Linked DNA regions of Mus musculus: region 1 is linked to region 2. The links are chromatin contacts, called in public Hi-C maps. All regions are on one chromosome and are shown on one strand. Each heading gives the region's core, a stretch centred on a gene start, on an enhancer-like site or on the middle of the called end of the contact. The rest is flanking DNA. Distances are from core to core; before and after follow the strand shown. Region 1 has its middle 71 kb from the start of Gm30790. Region 2 overlaps Gm30790 (predicted gene, 30790).

Region 1 (6,530 bases), core at 3,385-5,884, 79 kb after region 2:
TTGCAATAGATATAGACTACTACAGAACTACAGAACTAGTCAAAATCCAGAGAACAACTGGTTTGGGGATGCCCAGTCTCAATGGATACATCTCCAACACAAATCCTGTACCTACAACTTAGTTATCATGATGGAAGAGAAGACAGAAAGATTGAAAGAACAGAGGACCATGGAATCTGCTGTGAACTTGTGCTTTGCCCCCAATACCTCAACAGTATGACTGCCTTAACAAGACCCAAACAACAACCGTACTAGCAGGCATGGTAATGCATAAGAAGAAATCTCATGAAACCCTACTCCTAAACAAAGAACCACAGGCAACCTTGACAGGGTGGACTCCCTAATTCGTTATCCAATACTGATCAGTCAGCTCTGAAATCATTTAATACTAATGTAAGTATAATGTATGCATAATATATAATGTAATACTAAATGGACTGAACATGTTGAATTTGTATATTTATCCATTTATATGCACATATATGTAGCAATTAAAAAAGAGGCTATGGATTTGAGAGGGAGCAAAGAGAGGGATTGTGGGAGGGATGGGAGGAGGAAAAAGGAGAGAAATGATATAATTATATTTTCATTTCAAAAACAAGAAAATGAAAAAATAAATGCCTTTGAAATAAAAAAGTATAAAATTATATACTCACATCTTTAATCCCCTTTTCATCAGGTTCATTTAATTGAATTGTATGAGATCATGACATATTTAAAGCATTGGTAGTTCATTTTGCAATTGCTATTTTCTTTGACTTTTCTTCACATATCCTACGGAAAAGCCAAAAGTTTAATAATATAATTGTATGAGTCTGTTTGTCAGCATTCTTCTCTTTACCCTCTGAGCGCATGTCTCCCTAAAGAAAAGTGAAGGCCACCATCCATAAGCATCCAAGAAGTGAAAAATAAGTCTACAGTCATTTGCTAATACATAAGCTACCCGATTAACTAAATATCAAGAGTGGACAGGTCAGTGTTGGAGAGCATTTGAAGTCCTTCCGATGCACATATACTGCAAAGTTGAACGGTCATTTTGGAAATCTCTTCAGTCACTTATGATACCAGTCAGAAATCTGCCTCCCTCAGCAACCCTCGCTCTTCTAGGTATTTAGCCAAGGAAAGCACTCATGTCTATTTGATGTTTGAAAACAAATCGTGTTTTAGAAATATTAATTTTAATAGCCAAATCTAGAAATGCATACTTGTTAACTCGTGAAAGGGTTAAAATGAAGTTATGGTATAACCAAATTAAGAAATAGTATTCCGCAATGACAAGTAATAAAGCAGTAATAACTGATATTCAATATCATAAGTGAACCTCAAAACTATTACACAAAATGGAAAGTGCCAGATCCCAGATCTACAGACTATCTAATTTCAACTACATGGGGCTATATAAGTCCCTTTATGTAGGGGCAGATAAGGGGTAAAGTCTCACAACTTGAAGCAGGTTGTGATTAGTAGGAATTGAGAAGAGGCCTGAAATTGTGAAAAGATTCAAATGGTTTTCATCATGATTCATTAAGTAATTACACTAGGGGAGATATTTTTCTAAACTCCAATTGCAAATATTAAACAATCATGAGTTTTGTTGCACTTAAAAATCACTGTTAAATCTGAAGCAAAATGACTCTGAAAAAAAAATCTTTAGAGTAGATAAATTTCATTTTCAATATTGGACACAGAAACTGAAACCTTGAAGAGAAATTCAACCACTAAAGATTTTCATTTAATAACAAGATACATTATTTTCACTCATATGAGGAAAATTAAAATATAAAACACAAATCCCAGCAGCTTTTCATGTGAATTCATATGGGTATCTAGCACGATGTTCATGGAAAGGAGAAACTACAAAAATCTAAAGAATTCTAGCCAAAAGTTTCCATAGTTCTGTTGACCGACTATAAAAAGAAACTACAAAGACGATAAATCCTTCCCCAGGAGCAAAATACCACAACATGCATAGTGTGTTTTGACTAGACAAGCCCACTTAAGTAAGGACTGAGTTGTACTGGGTATGGTTACATTTTATTTCTCTCTTTTATGAGCAAAGTCTCAGACTCTCAGAGGAAATGTTGGCATTTTCCATAAAGTCCACAGCCTTTCCAGCAAATTGGCACAATAGGGTTACATAGCCCATGTAAAAGTCTGGCCTATCTGTTGCTGTGATAAAAGACTAGCCAACACTAAGTTGTGGACTAAAGGATTTATTTATCTTAGACATTTTAGTCCATCATCAAGAAAATCCAAAGCAAAAACCTGGAGAAAAGAACTTCCGCAGAGACCCTGAAGGAAAGGCTGTTTACTGGCTTGCTCCTTCTGGCTTGCTGGTCTTTCAAGGGGTAGTACTGCTCACAGTGAGTGAGACCCTCCTGCACCAAGGATCAAGGCAAGTTGAATGGGTTCAATTCCTCAGTTCATGTCCCCTCCTCTAGGAGAATTTGTGTCAAGTTGAAAAACCTAATCACGGCAATGTCTGAAACATACAGAATAGTCTTAATATTTAAGAACATGAGAAAACAATTAATGTTAACTTTTATGACATTGGCCTATTTACCAAGATGCTACACACACACACACACACACACACACACACACACACACACACACACACACACAAAATAGAGTTGGTGCTGATACTTCAAAATACAATCTATAAAATCATTCATTAAATAAGCTCACTCATTGACACCATTTCTCTTTGACACTACATTAAGGGTCTAGAGTTGAAGACCTTAGTGGAAAAAGATTGATAAGCACCAAGCACCATAACAAAACTGTAATTAGTAGCCATCGATATGACTGCCTAAAAAAAAAAAGAAAAGAAAAGAAAAGAAAAGAAAAAAAGAATCAAATGTAGCTCCTACAAATAAAAAGAGTATGATAGATCTACATGTATTTGCTTCTTCTGTGCTATGGCTGCCTGATGTATGACAGAAAAACATTTGAAATATTTCGTGACTTTCTTTTTCCAAAACAAAATTACATCAAAAACAACCAATAAAATATAAATTTTGATAGCTTACTTTCAACTCTGTATAGATACAGGAGAAAATGTGAGCTAATGGCTCAAACAAGCTTTTTTCAAACACTGGTGCACAGTTAAGGGGGAAAAAAAAAGTCCCTAAGCACTAAGACTTTCAGGGCAACAGTTGAGATGCTTTGTTGTTTTAATGTAATTAGATGTGTATAGGAGTTTGACCTGCATGTGTGTCTTTGCACTGAGAGTGTGCTTGCTGCCTGTGAAGGTCAGAAGAGGACATTTATCTGATCCCTTGGAACTGGAGATGCAGAGAATCATGAATTGCTGTATGAATGGTGGGAGTCAAATATTTCTCTGCAAGAGTACCCATTGAGTTTAACTGCTGAGCGATCTCTTCAGGCCAGTTTTTTTCTTTTAATGCTTATTTTAAATAGTTGACTTTTTGGATTACTTGAAATCATAAGCACATGGGGACCCTGGTATAGCTGTCTCCTGTGAGACTATGCCAGTGCCTGGCAAATACAGAAGAGGATGCTCACAGTCATCTCTAAGATGGAACACAGGGCCCCCAATGGAGAAGCTAGAGAAAGCACCCAAGGAGTTGAAGAGGGTCTGCAACCCTATAGGTGGAACAACAATATGAACTAACCAGTACCCCCAGAGCTCATGTCTCTAGCTGCATATGTAGCAGAAGATGGCCTAGTCGGCCATCACTGGAAAGAGAGGCCCCTTGGTCTAGCAAACTTTATATGCACCAGTATAGGGGAACACCAGGGCCAAGAAGTGGGAGTGGGTGGGTAGGGGAGCAGGGTTGGGGGAGGATATAGGGAACTTTCAGGATAGCATTTGAAATGTATATAAAGAAAATATAATGATAATAATAATAATAATAATAATAATAATAATAATAATAATTTTATAGAGAACTGCTGGGCAGTGGTAGCTCACATTTTCAATCTCAGCACTTGGGAAGCAGTGAATGTCTGTGAGTTTGAGGTCAGCCTGGTCTACAGAGAATTCCAGGACAGCCAGGGCTACACAGGGAAACCCTGTCCTGAAAAAACAAAACCAACCAACCAACCAAACAAACAAACAAACAAAACTTTATTTAAAAAAGTTCAAACATACCTGTCATCCTTTTGGTTTTGTTTTGTTTTTTGTTTTTGTTTTTGTTTTGTGGCCATACCTGCCATTCTAGAAATCTACATTTACATCAGGAATATATCAGCATATAAACACTGAAATCTCGCAGTCATACTTTACAAATATGTCTATTACAAAGGGGGCATCTCAATAACACTATCCAAACATGGAGTTCCTATGGTAATTCTTTGAAGTTTGCAATAACCTCAGGTCATTGAAACATCCTGCCTTCAAAAAGATCCATTGATTAGCCAGATCACATCCTGAAAAGCAAGTCTGCTACTGCAATATGTATGGTGTTATGACACAGGAGGGATAGGAGTAAGCCAGTGTCTGGAATCTCCCTGCGGTAAAGCAAGCAATGCTCTGCAGAACATTTTATTGTCCATGCTTACAAAGAATTGTGTCACCCCTTGCTCAATACATCGTCTTCTATCTCATAGAATCCTTATAAGGAATCTCATATATCCAGAGTGAGTTTGAATTACTAGTTTCACCACATATGCAGTACAAAACACCCATTGTTCTTGTAGCCACTGTCCCGGTTCTATGAGGACAGAGAAAACACACCCATTACTGAACAAGGAGAATTTAAAATAAAGAATTACTAACCACCGAGTACAAAGCTGTGGACTGGCAACTGAAGATGTAAGAAAAGAAAAGGCTAGTGCACTGGAGGTAGGTAATATTGGAAATAAAGGCCAATCTAATTAAAAGAACAAAACTGGAGGTAGCAATATTGTCCTCCAGAACAGGTGGGGTTGTAGGCTTGGTTTATCAGTGAATATAGCTGTCTCTGTGCCTGTGAGAGGCTTTGAAAGGCTGCGAAGGTTATAACCCTGGAGGACAGGTATGTGTTGGGTTGGGATGGGTGGAGTGCTTGTCTTAAAGAGATATTTAAAAGATTTCCTCCTCATCTTAGCTGCTCCCGTGTAGGGGAAAACTGTGGTTGTCAGGATAATGCTTTGCCCAGAGGATTCCCAGGAACCTACTCAAGCAAAAGGAAGTCAACAGGGAGTGAGTATGAAGGAGCAAGTCCTTCCTCCTCCTCCATTCATACCAGAAGAACCTCACTGGGAGTCGGGTAACACGACAGAAGAGAGAGATAGGCTGAGCATCAGCTCCAGTTGCTGCAAGGCAATTATAGGAGAGTGGTTTGAACAAGAGACAATAGCATGGAAACTGGCACAACCATCCACAGAAAATTCTCCTGAAATGACTGAAAATTGGTTTTAAGATTACAGTGATATCGTGGTAAATGGCTAAACCGCCTTTATAATTTAGTAGCTTACAGAGATGCCATATAACCCGGCGTAACCTCACAGTTTTAATAGAAAAAAAAAAAAAAACCCTAAGAATTCAAATACAAAGCTCTGTTCATTCTATGATTCTAGAAGATACATACACGATGCATTCAGATGTCTGGTTTTGATTTTTTTTTAACAACATTCAATCAGATTATGGTTCCCAAGGGAGAAAGTAAGATAACAGCCTGGAGAGATGCCTCAGCTAGGAGATGCTTGCTGCATAAGCAGAGTCATAAGCCTCGATCCTCAACACTCTCCTAAAAAGTGTCAGAGCAGCACATCCCTAGAGCCCCATTGCTGTAGAGGATGGAACAGGCCAGATCCGTGGGGCTTGAAGACAACTCCAACCAACTGGCAGCCTCAGAATCAGTGAGAGACCCTGCTTCAAAACAATACAGAGGGGAAGTATTGAGTGGGAGACCTGATGTCAACATTGGTACCCTATAAACTACCAACACACACACACACACACACACACACACACACACACACACATTCTCTCTCTCTCTCTCTCTCTCTCTCTCTCTCTCTCTCTCTCTCTCTCTCTCTCTCTCTCTCTCTCTCACACACACACACACACACACACACACACACCCCATAGAAGCAACTGAAGATCCTCATAATAGGCTAACTAGACCACTCAGAAAGATATTGCATCTCTTCACTCACAAGTGGATCCTAAATTTCATATATATGTCCATGACCTGAAAGACATGAAATATCTGGGAACAAAGGGATTAATTGGAGGGGGAATGGTGAGAAAGAATAGAAGGAGGGGATGAGGAAGACATGGGTAAGATTCATTGAATATGTGTTGGGAAATGTCCTATCAACTCGGTTCTCTCTGTAGTGAACATTCATCAAGAAAAAGGGAGATAATGTTTTACTCAGTGGATTGTTGGAAATAAAAGGAGCGACAATGTCTAATGCTGAAATGACTTAAAGGAAATTGTCATCCGTATATATCACAGGTGGGAACCTGAAATCAGGTAGGTAGTTTGACAGTATGTGTCAGCATTTACATTGTACTCATCTTTTGATTTGAACTGGATTGGGAGAAATGCTCACTGCAAAGACTGAAGTATTTCTGT
Region 2 (6,548 bases), core at 1,174-3,673:
CTCATACATGATGTCTTTCTCTAGTATCTGTATTTTCTTATGGTATAGTAATAAGACATAAGCCAGGCCCTGTAAGTTTAATGTTTCCTAAACTCTACTCGGATTGAATCCTGAGTCATTTTTTTTCCCCACTGTATTTTCCAGTTGTGGGTTGTCTCTTTAGCTGGGTATGGTGTTTAATTTCTACTCACAATTAAATTTCGAAAATCACATCTTTCCATTTTAAGTATTGTTTTCATGAAGATTTCTGTTGTCAGGATAAAACACCAAGACCAAAAGCAACTTGGGAAGTCAAGGGATTAGTTTAGCTTACAGCTTTCAGGTGATACTCCACTCCTGAGGGAAGTCAGGACAGAACTCAAGTCAAAAACCTGGAGGCAGAAATTCATGCAGAGGCCATAGAGAAGTGTTACTACCTTGTTGCCCATGGCTTGCTCAGCCTCCATTCTTACAGCATCTAGGACCACCCGCCCAGGAGTGATATTGCCCATAGAGTTGGAGCCACTAACATTTGTCACCAATCAGGAGAAAGTTCCAGAGGCTTTCCCACAGACCAATCTCTGCTGGTGGCACAGTCTCCGTTGAGGTTTCTTCCTCCTAAATCTTATGCCAAGTTGACATAGAACTCCCAGACCAACTGTTTTTGCAAATTTTAAATTTAAAATAAATTCTGTCTGGTCAATTTTTGCAGTCCATATTCATTGCTCCCATACTTGCTGCCTTTCTTTTAAAAGAAGCTCTAAATATGGGGCATTCTTATCCGTGCTAAATTCAGTAATTCTACTATCTGTAATCCTTGCGAGTGTGTGCTTCCTATTGGAGTTGGTGGTTTTATTTCCTGATGCATTTTATACTTTTCTTGTTCTTCCGAGGTTAGGCTTGCTGAGACTTCTGTGGGGCTATTCTGAGTCCTAGACTGAGAGAGTACTTCTCCAGCGAATACCACCCACCAGCTGGCACAACCAATCAGCTGGCAAAATAAATTCAGAGTATAGACCCAAATCAGGGTCAATATGTGTTCGAAAATCTCTTTGGAGAAAGAGCTTTTGACTTGTGAGTTTGTTTTGTGTTCTGTTTTGTGTTTTTTCCAAATCAAGGTAGATTTTCTATACTAGGAAACGAACCACTTAAGAATACACTCAGTGGAATTTTGTAAATCAGCCTTACAGAAGGGTCACCACCATCTGAATACACTTCCAGTATGCTTTCTTAACTGCAAATGGAAGCCCTTTGCAGAGTAGCAAGCAGTTTCTTCCCACTATCTGCTCTTCTAGTCCCAGTCAACGACTAAAGTGCCTTCTACACCTATAGAGTTGCCTGTTCTGGGTGTGGCGTATAAATGGAATCATACAGCATTTGCTGTTACAATCTAATTTCTGCTTCCAGGTGGGGTAGTAGAGGTCAAACCCTTATTCATGTGAGGCAAGTGATAGACACTGAGCTAGATTGTCACCTTTGTAACTACTGGGAAGAAGGCTGCCTTAAACATTCCAGCACAAGTATTTGATAGAACCCATAGATGGCTTCGGGTATCAATGTCATCTTCCCAACAGTGTCTTCTCATTCAGGAACAAAGTAGGTTTCTCTGAGGGTTTAGGTTTTATATTGGCATTTTTGTAATGCAATGTTTGTTGTCTCTTTGCTTAAATGTATTCCTAAGTATTTTGTTCTTTTTAATGCTCCGTATTAAAAAAAAAAAAAAGAGTGTCGTTTTCTTTTTAGATTGCCCTTTATGACTGTGTAGAGGGATCTGTGATTTGGACGGATTGAACCACGTCTTGCTAGATTGAATTATTAATTTGTTTATTGTTTTTTTGTTTGTTTGTTTGTTTTGCTTTCACCCTATATCCCGTAGGGAAGAGTCCGTTTCCCTCGATGCCATCCTTGGTATGACAGCTACTTGATCTTGCTCCTAAGCATTTCATGGAGGGTCTTTTTGGAATTCCACCTTTACCCCACGGTTTGGCTCATATTCAGAAGCCCACAGTTTTATACTTTCAAACTCTATGTGGACTGTAGGACTCAAAGCTCCTCTTCACATGGTTCTAGAAGACATGCGCAGCTCTGCCAGCTCTCCTTGTCCTGGATTCATGCTTGTGCTTGATCTAGCCACTCTTGCTGGCTCGGGAGTGTAAGCACGGGTGTGTTCGAATGGGCTTTTGTATCTTATTCAGCGTTTTAAATATTTCTCAATCAACAGGTTTTGCAGGATTGCAATGTATTTTACCACAGCTGGTAGTAACATTTTTAAGTTGGTTTTCTGTGTGGAAGGGTACATACATTAAAAGGCCCTATACATATGAAAATCATAAGATGAGGCTTTTTTTTCTATGAACATATTCTGCCATATAGATGTCATACATACACACTGATGGAATGTGAAGGAAATATTCATTTATGCATATAGCAGGTGATATAATCAAGACATGTGATGACAGACTCTGAACTGCTCTTGTGGGAATGCCCTATGAAAAAGAAATCCTGCTGACAGAGCAGAATCTCACTCAAACTTCACAACCATATTGCCTTCTCGCCCGCAGGGTGCTCGCTGACACGACAGCAACCAGGTGACAGGATCACGGCTTTTAGAAGGGCACACTGTGTTTGGTCATATGTCACTGTTGCCCATTAATTGGTAGTAAAAACTTAGTAGCAGTAACCTGGAACCGTTGTGCCCAGGTGGGTCCTTTGTTGTAAGATTTGGCAGCACTTAAAGACCATGGAATTTAAGTACCAAGTAAAACCCCATACTGACTAGTAATGGGCAAACTCAGCCTTAAGCCAACAGAATCGCAGTCCAAGAGAGAGAGAACAAATTTCATCATGAAGATGATTGAAGTAAGCTGAGTGAAATAGAATCTCCAGAAATTTTTTTTTCTACAAGTTGACCATAGACACCATGTCCTTATTGATCCAGGCCCAGCATTGAGCATCTCATGTGTGTCCAACCTCGTGATTTTGCTCTGTAGAAAGGCTGAGCGATGATTCATTATAGCTAAAGAGCTTCTCATTCACAACAGTCAGCTATTGGGTCAGTGAGATGGCACAGCAGGTAATAAGGGCTAGAAACCCAAGGATGTGGAAAAAAACAACTTCTGAAAGTCATCCGTGGACTTTCACATGTGTGCCCACACTTGCACATGTGCATCGTATTGTATACATGCGTGTACACACACACACACACACACACACACACACACACACACACACACCAGATAGACTAATAAATGAAATTAAATTGAGAAGTAAGAATAGATGCTGGAGCAATGTTTTGTTGCTTAAGAGAACTGGTTGCTTTTGCTGAGGGCCTCCACTATATTCATAGCACCCGCATGCTGGTACGCAGTTCTCTGTGACTCCAGTGACAAGGATCCAGACTCTCTTCTGACCTGCATAGCCACCAGACACACACACAAGATACCCAGATATACATGCAAGCTAAAGGTCTGTACACAAAATAAAACATATAAAAATAAGACTCCTAGATACTGTTTTTGTCTACATGCTTTTTATGTAAAAATCTTAATGTTGGCTAAGATATGTGTGTGTGTGTGTGTATCATATCTACTAGATCACAATACTGGCATAAGTAATTTTACTCAGGATCTTATAAAATGTACATATATGAAATTATCTCATTTTTATGTAACTGATTTTAACCATGAATGAGCTTTGCCTACTTACTCTATCTTTGTCTTACAAGCAAGAAATTCCATTGTGTGGCTCTGGACTAGAGACAGTGGAGGCTTTCTTTTGCATTTGGACCTGGTCTTACTATTAGAACAATTTGGGTCAGACTTACTGTACATGAATGTAATAGTTTCATCATTATATTATAAGCAGCTAATTGTATTGCCAGCACTGATGAATTATTCATGGCATAATCACATAATTTACTTGGCAATGATGTTTTATTTTGCATGCTAATTTGAACATGGTACATTTTTCACATTTTGATCTAGAGATGATCTCTGATAATGACCTGTTTGTGGATATAGGGACTTACAGTGACCTCAATACTCCATTTTCTCTAAACATTGCTTCATAATGTGTATATTTTACCCGTGTGCTATAGGTCAGTGAGAGTCAGGGCACTGTTAATAATTTCTCTTAAGTCCCTCTAATTATCATTTATTAAGCAAGCACGTTTCCAAAAGAATTTTTGTTTGAACACAAAACATTGTGTTGGCCAGGATCTTACAACAGTAAGCATTCTGGTTTTTACCTTCTTCACTCAAACTTCCCAAGCCATCACTCTCCTCCAGGCTGCTCAGTCTCCTGGAGTCTTTTCATTTAATTACGCTTTTCCAACGTGCACTCTAATCCATTTACCACAATAAATCTCCTATGGGTAACCCATAGTTTTATGTATAGGGCAATGATTCACCATTGACCAGCGCCTAGCTGTCTTAATGGTCTCCCTGTCTTGTCCTTCTTACCTCAAATCTTTGCACAGCTGTCAGATGAATTCGTCTACAGCTGCTGATTAAAGCACACGTTTCCCTATACAAAAGCATGTTACGGCTTATGCCGCGCTACCCATGAAATAGCTTTCCTTAACTTTTAAGGCTTCCCTAAAATATCTACTCTTTGAATGATTTTATTTCACTTGAATCTCATGGAGCCTACTTAGTTATCTGCAAATTACTCAAGTTCATAACAAGATCCACACTTCCTCCTGCCTGGGATTTCCTACGTTAACCAGTACAGGTTAAGCACCCACCATTAGCTTGGGGTGAGGTACAAGGAAAACCTATTCTTCCGGACACCCTTAGCACTTCCATCCTTCAGCATTTTTTCAACTATATCCTTGTAGTATTTAATTTTACTTTCCTTAAAAGATTGCAACTGTTTTGTCCAGAAGCCTGAACCATATCCTACAGACACACAATTTTTCTTTTTGATGGGACAGAAGAAAATTAACAATTCTTAAGTACTAACAACCATTTATCTTATTTGACTCATTACATCTGCCTACCGTGGCAGGTGTTGACATGTCCATAATACCAATAATACCAAATCCAAATGGCCAGGCTGCATTTCAGATGGAATGCTGATATTCTAAGGAAATATATTTAATCATGACAACATGGTGGCGATTTTTATTATGTCAGAACATATGTAACTATTTCACCTCTGTTTTCCTGAATTAAAAATATGTGTCAATTTGTGAGAATAATAGGACAGCTGCAATATCTACCTTCTACCTGATTGGTGGGATGGATTTATTTCATATAGATGGTATAGACATAAGACACTTTCATTACTGAATGCTGAAATTATGGAATGCAAATGAAAGGATGAGAGCCTCATACAGAGGAGAAAAACCATTCTGTAGTAAAGAAAATTTATAGAATATATATATATATATTATGTAAACACACATACACAAACATACACACACACACATAAATGTAACTATAACTATCCCCCTTGTGGTATACAAGCAGGAATATACATATATATATGTATATACATACATACATACACACACACACAAACACACACACATATTCCTGACAAATGATAGAATTCAATAGCCACAATCATTATTTCTGCATACACAAAATTATTTCTATGTCTATCCTTTATGCTCATTTTCCAGGATTTTATTTTTATGTAATTATTATACAGACATATCTCTACTTTTGTTTTGTTTTGTTTTGTTTTGTTTTTTACATAATTGGGTTAAATGTTTCAGATTAAAAAAAAAAAAAAAACATGGTTTTCAACTCAAGTTTCTTTGAAGAGATGCAATAACTATACTCAAAATTCCACAAAGGAAAATTAGGGACGTGTCTATTTTGTTTCGAATGTGTCCACAGCACATTGCAGTATGTCTCGCACCTTGCAAAGGTTCAGTGAATGCTTCTTAGTCACATCAATGACTACGTATGTGAGATTGCAAATTTAAGTAAAACCTAAGTGTTGTGAATTCCATCCACCAGCGAGGACAGATAGTCACCTATTTATATTAGTGTCTTTTTTTTTTTTTTTGGAACCACTTTCCAGTTTAACTGATAGAAGTGATTTTTAGTTTCTCTCCCTAATCTTTCTGACATTTCAGGGGGTACTTGTTAATCTGGCTGCCATGGCTAGTGAGCCGAGACTCTCCTGTCATGACCCTTGGATCCACAGAGGCAATGTTCAAGAGTTAAAACACTGTTGCCATGGTCACTGCTGTCATGACCACAAGGAAAATCTCCCATGTAATGTGCTAGTGAAATGTGCCTGAAGGACCAAAGGTACAAGGTCTTTGGGTAGTAGGAAGGATGCCTTGTCTAGGTCAGGCTTAACTAATCCTCCCAATGTCAGTGCTGCCGAATTGCCAATGGTTAGAGCAGTTGGTATCTCACATGCTGAACCATCTCTAGAAGCGGCAGACCTGAGATCTTATTAGTCCAGGGTCTATCACCATGGCAACTTACAGGTGAGGGTCTATTTTCTTCACCAGCCTTCCTGCTTGTATGCCACAAGAGAAATAGGATCCTCCCTGCATCGTTCCTATTGATACTAGTGCTGCCTAAATTGGGAGATATTTTGTCTCC

The links. Hi-C and Micro-C count contacts between places; a contact is called where the count stands out from the background.
Region 1: a contact with region 2 is called in a Hi-C map of epidermal suprabasal cells, with 2.9 times the contacts expected there. The contact joins two enhancer-like sites. A contact is called at or near these places in 19 of 484 Hi-C or Micro-C datasets (the C2C12 cell line, the G1E-ER4 cell line, the N1E-115 cell line and 10 more) and 1 of 115 datasets of contacts at active chromatin or transcription factors (fibro-adipogenic progenitors).

Annotation. Positions count from the first base shown.
Region 1 is chr16:76,847,072-76,853,601 of GRCm38.p6, forward strand. No RefSeq gene overlaps it. Among named protein-coding and RNA genes, the nearest start is that of Gm30790, 71 kb to the left of the region's middle. Within about 2 kb of position 4,635, at least 10 of the 459 cell types and tissues checked have an H3K27ac peak or open chromatin away from gene starts, as enhancers often do. A contact at or near this core is called in epidermal suprabasal cells, where this site is marked.
Region 2 is chr16:76,769,813-76,776,360 of GRCm38.p6, forward strand. All of the region lies in intron 1 of Gm30790 (predicted gene, 30790), which reads right to left. Among named protein-coding and RNA genes, the nearest start is that of Gm30790, 6.0 kb to the right of the region's middle. Within about 2 kb of position 2,424, at least 2 of the 459 cell types and tissues checked have an H3K27ac peak or open chromatin away from gene starts, as enhancers often do. A contact at or near this core is called in epidermal suprabasal cells, where this site is marked.